2 separate regions of the Mus musculus genome follow, and region 1 is linked to region 2. A link is a contact called in public Hi-C data. All regions are on one chromosome and are shown on one strand. Each heading gives the region's core, a stretch centred on a gene start, on an enhancer-like site or on the middle of the called end of the contact. The rest is flanking DNA. Distances are from core to core; before and after follow the strand shown. Region 1 overlaps Plcl2 (phospholipase C-like 2). Region 2 overlaps Plcl2 (phospholipase C-like 2).

Region 1 (2,759 bases), core at 99-2,598, 63 kb before region 2:
TGTGTTATGTAGACATTGTGTGTGTGTGTGTGTGTGTGTGTGTGTGTGTGAATATACATACATGTGTGTGGCTAAACTTGAATGTTATTTCTCAGGATCTTTCCACCATGTTTTGTGAGACACTGCCTTTCACTGGTTTGAAACACAATCTCTATTAGGAGGCTGGCTGCCCAGTTAGCCCTAGGGATTCACCTGTCTCCTCTCAGTGCTGGATTGCAAGTACAACCACCATCACAACTGGCTTCAAATATGCAAATGTATATGTGTGTGTGTGTGTGTGTGTGTGTGTGTGTGTGTGTGTGTGTGTGTTCTGGGCATCCAAACTCAGGGGTCGTGCTTGTACAAACAAGTACTTTGATGACTGAGCCATCTCCTTATCCTAACACTAACAATTCTATATAATTGCAGTCTAGTGCTACTGAATTTCTACACTGAGTATCATATGCTCCGCTACATGTCACAGAAATAGCTGAAAACAGATTGGGTTAGTTCCTCATGTCAGGGTCCTGCATTTCTAAAGTTAGGGAATAATATGACCTTCTTAATAAGTAAAATTACACCATCAATGAAACTTACACATTTTGACACAATAACATATGAAACAATTCATCCAAGTGATGAAATCTTTGGCAAAAGTGTTTTTATAAAGACATGTGTATTTCATACCAACTGAAAGCCACACTTTGACAATAGCACTGATAAAACATCGTTTGCATAAAGTAGCACCATTAACCGGCTAGAGTGCATCCTGCCTGATTCCCACTAGCCCATGAGGGCCACTAGCAGTCTTAAGTAGCCCAGAAAGTGCGTTCTGTTTGACAGTGCACTCCACCTGGGAAATCTCCAGGGTTTCTATCAAGGCCTTTGCTGCTAAAGGTGACTCAGCCACCTAGGAGCCAAAAACATAGGTCAGAAGATCAAAAGGACATGACCTCCTTGTAGGCTCAAAGGTCATGGGCAGCCAGGCAGTCCCAGGAGCAGGCTGAATGCTATGGTAACATCAAATGTGGGCTCCCAGCAGGCTACTTCCATTGTTTTGTCAATCTGAAATTATTTGGAACTTGCAAACTGCACAAAATATACAAATTACTATATGACAAATGGTGAATGCAATCTCTGCTTCTTTGAAAAGAATTCCCTGACACAGAACTTACACCATCCACAAAACAGTTTGCAGAGACAACGTCATCATGACAACAAATACAGGCAGATTCTAGATGCTGCACAATCATACAAAGGACTGTGTCTTACTAATATATGTTGGTTTCGTCCATACACAGTTCTGTGTTCTGGTGCTGGAGAAATGAGATGACCAGCATCTACGCATGAGGCAAATGTCCTTCGGGTTATTACCACCATCACCTTTCCCCTTTACTCTTGGCAACTATCTGACTTTATACAAATTACTCATCCAGATATAACAAACAGATGCCACTTTGCCAAGATGCTGGAAGAAAAGTATCATTCATCTGACAACAACCAAGACACACAGAGAATAACTCAGCTCTGTTTTCCCCCTCAACAATCATAAAACAAGCTTTTTAGCTTGCCTAGGTCACCTAATGTTCTACTTCCTGCTACTCCTGCTGACTCCTATCTGGAATGCCCAACCTTTTTCTAGGTGATATTTCAGGAAGAAGGTCATTAGAGTGATGGAAAAGGTGGGGAAGGCCAAAAGGCTCAGTGGCCTGGTGGTTGCAGAGGGGTAAAGGGAACGGTGTGAAGAAGTCGCTTCTCATGCATACACACTGTGTGGAACACAGTAGGTGCTTTCCACATATTCAAAGGATGAGCTACAGAACTTAGGTAACTAAGCACCAAAAGTTCTGTTTCCTAGACATTTACTCACTGAGTAAAAAGATAAGCTTCAAAGTCAGGATCTGTGAAGACACCATCTTCCAAATTATCTTATACAAAGAAGCTGGCGATAGTCCCAGAGTTTTATCAATTAGTTTTATCAATTTCCTTTACCTAATAAAGACAGGGCAAGAGGTTTCCAGTTCCTAGATAAAAGAGGAAGGAAGTAGAGGTGGTCTCCCATCTCCTGTGGTCAAGTCAGAGAAACTTTGGAGGCAGCTAGAGGACCCTCCCACCTTCCTTCACAGGCTAAGAGCGTAAAGAGGGAAACTGTTAGGATTCAGATGGGCATCTTGGGTATGCACGAAAAGAAGACATGGAAAACCACAGCTCTGCAGAAACCCAGTGTGCTCGGAATGAGTGGAAGAGAAGTGAGTTAAGGTGGGAGATAAAGAGCTGCCCAACAGCGGAGCAACTCACTCTAAAGCCAGTCAGCGAGCCAGACTGAGAACTTAGGAACATTCACTGCCCCAGAGAAAGAGAAGACAGCTATTGCTTTCACCTGGGTCGAGTATTAAGTCCTCAGAATCTGTCTCAATGGCAGAAGACGATAAAAGATTGCAGTAGAAAAATGACAGGAGGATGGACACAGCTCTCTCTCCTGTACCCTTCTCGGTGTGGTCAGAATCTAGTGTGGACCATAGTTCACAGAATAAACTATACAAGGAAGCTAAATCCATCCCCATAGCTTCAAAAAATAACCACTCCATAGTGATGTATGGAAATACAGACTTATAAAGATGTATGAGTCCCTCTTTTAAACAGAATTTCCTATAGGGATCCTTGATAGAGAAAATAACTTGGTAAACAACTTTAATGGCGCCTTAAACCCACAGAAACAATATACTTGTTTTACAATAATACAAAATAAGTCTAAGGGGGCTGATGATACGGCTCAGCTG
Region 2 (2,710 bases), core at 63-2,562:
TCTTTACTTATTGAGACAGAGTCTCATGTAGCAGGGGCTGGCCTTCATGTAGCTGAGGCAGACTTATAAGCTTCTGAATCCCCTGCCTCGACCTCCCAAGTGCAGGGATTTAAAGGTATATGCCGCCATATTTGGTTTATGTGTGGTAATTGGGGATGGAGTCCAGGGTTATATGCACGCTAGGCTGAGCTACAAACTCCTTTAAAAACTTTTAATCAGAGCTAAGAATGACTGCGAAGTGAGTCTGTATTCCGGAGTGACTCCAAGGTTGTTAGATGACTTTGTGAAGGCACACTGACTCTTGACTGTCCTCACAGGAGATGGACTCAGATGTCCTCTCTCTTCCTATCCTTCAGGTCTTTATGGAAAGGTGTGTGTTCTACTCAACCTTGATTTTCAAGAATCAACACCAGTAGTTTTTACACTCTCTGAGGAAGCCCAAGTACAGAGCAGGCCCCTAAGTGCCAAGTCCACATATCTGCTTTTCTAAGTTCATTTTCCTAGCCATCCTCTCTTCGCTCAGCTTCACCTCCTCCATCTGCCCTTCCCTTCACCACAGCACCCTGCCAGTCCCAAGCTTCTCCAGTCTTTTTCCTTCAACCCCGCCCGCATTCAAACTCCACCTTCTAGAGCAACAACTTTTAACTCAGAGCCTCTACTCTCTCTCTTCAAACTATTCTACTGAAATGTGATTTTTGCCAAAGCCATCCACTATCTCTATCAACATCCTAAATGCCAAGAGTATTTCTGAGTCCTTACGCTATCTGTCAGTCAGAACAGCACTCAGTAGCTACTGAGCACCCGCATGCCAACATGGTATTCTATATGTCAGAGATGTCAGCTAAGTTTCTTAAGCTGACGCTGTGTGCAGACGCACACTGGCTGGAGAACGGCAGGTGGTATTCAAACCTCAGTCCTGAAGCCCAGGCTCAGCTACAGCTTGCTTCTTCCCTTGCTTGCCTCCCTCCTCTCTGCCTTGCCGAGTACTTCTCTTGTGTGTAGTCTTAAACACTGACATTGGCAGGATTCTGTCCTTGCCTGTTTGTCCCTGGGATGCTCACATGTCTTGGTGCAAAGGAAGCTCCAATTCCCCAAATTTTAAAAGAAGTCCAAAAAAATCCAGAAACTGATTCATTCTGGAACACGGGATGTCTGGAAGTTCAATAAAAGTCACCATTCTTCAGGAACTTGTGGAGCTAGATCCTTCTAGCAAAAGGTTGTAAACTTTACACCAGGCCAACTGTGATCCTTACCCTCAATCCCACACCTCAAGCTCCAACGCTTCTGAAGCTAGAAACCCGGCAAAGATGTTCCAGATGAGGTAACAGGACAGCTTATTTAGAACAGAGTGCAAACACGTGCTCCTTTTTAACTAACAGAAAGTACTGGATCAGACTTTCAAGCAACTTTTTTGGCTATTTCCATTTCTGTCTTCATTTGTTTGTACATGTGTTTGTGTTTAATTTTTGCATTTTGTTGCCACTATTTCATGTGCAATGTATTAGGAACATTGGCTCATGAAAAATATTACTAGAAAAAAAAACTAACTTTATTTGACCATAACTTTTATAAAAAAGATAAGCAAAATTAAAGGGAAATGTGACAGTTGACACCATATTGTGCAATAAAATGTTTTCCAAACATTCTGGCAAGGTTTGCTCGGTTCTGACTGAGGAGACAGCCTGAGCGCGAGCAGGACGGATGACTGTGTGTGACAGTCTACTTTACCCTTTTACAAGGTCTCTGCTTAAACTTAATTTGCGTTACGAAAGAAAAATACAAAATTCTTTGATTTTAATACACATAAAACATAAATAAAAGCTATGAAAGAGCATTTTCAAGGGCTGGAACAATGTTTCAGCCGTCAAGAACATTGGCTGCTCCTCCCGAAGCCAGATTCAACCGTCAGCGTATACATGGCAGCTTACAACCATCTGCAACTCTCGTTCCAGCAGATTTGACACCCTCTTCTGGCCTTTGCAGGAACACACATGGAACACAGACACATATAAATGTGAAACCCTTACACACGTGGGTTCTGTTAGAATTCCAATTGCTTTTTTTTTTCAGGCATGCCTGTCTTTCCTTCACCTTAAAAAGTTTTATTATAAATGGTTTCATTTCTTAGAGTAAAATTTTGATTGCTAGTTAAAATACATTGCATTTTATCCTTTAAAACAATTTGTTATCAATACCCTATACAGCAATAATATAATATCCAGAGCGAGGACATGACCCCATGATAACACCCTCAGAAACACCTAGACGGAGGTACAAATAATCCTATGTCACAGAGAAATGAATCGAGGGGTTTTCAAGAAAGGTGGCTATTCCCCAAAGTGATGCTACTAAAAAGGAGCAAAGCAACCCTTGGTATCTTTCTGTTCTAGAGAGCGTAATTGTGAACAATGGGCCGGTTTTGTTAAATCCAGAGCACTTTAAGGCTGAATAAACAGAAGGAACAGAGCTAAGGTGAAGATTCAGCAAATGACTGACTTCTGAGAAGCAAGATGGTAAAGGAGACCTGGAGAGTTTCCAAAAGAAAGTAATTTCAACTGTTCTCATGCAACATTTCCCTTGCAAATTGTGTTATTAGTGTTTATGTATAAAGGGTTAGTGAACCCCTGGCTTCACTAATTTGAAACAGTCACCATGAAAGCTAAGTTTGCCGCTTTAAAGAACAACATGGCAGGTCTACTATCTAACCTGT

Evidence for each region. A called contact is a pair of places that touch in the nucleus more often than the background predicts.
Region 1: a contact with region 2 is called in a Hi-C map of liver, with 7 times the contacts expected there. The contact joins two enhancer-like sites. A contact is called at or near these places in 12 of 484 Hi-C or Micro-C datasets (adipose-derived mesenchymal stem cells, cerebellum, female germline stem cell-derived STRA8 germ cells and 5 more) and 3 of 115 datasets of contacts at active chromatin or transcription factors (effector CD8 T cells, microglia and pancreatic cancer cells).

The regions. Positions count from the first base shown.
Region 1 is chr17:50,620,325-50,623,083 of GRCm38.p6, reverse strand. The region is part of intron 3 of Plcl2 (phospholipase C-like 2); the gene reads right to left. Among named protein-coding and RNA genes, the nearest start is that of Plcl2, 110 kb to the right of the region's middle. Within about 2 kb of position 1,348, at least 3 of the 459 cell types and tissues checked have an H3K27ac peak or open chromatin away from gene starts, as enhancers often do. A contact at or near this core is called in liver, where this site is marked.
Region 2 is chr17:50,557,008-50,559,717 of GRCm38.p6, reverse strand. All of the region lies in intron 1 of Plcl2 (phospholipase C-like 2), which reads right to left. Among named protein-coding and RNA genes, the nearest start is that of Plcl2, 49 kb to the right of the region's middle. Within about 2 kb of position 1,312, at least 11 of the 459 cell types and tissues checked have an H3K27ac peak or open chromatin away from gene starts, as enhancers often do. A contact at or near this core is called in liver, where this site is marked.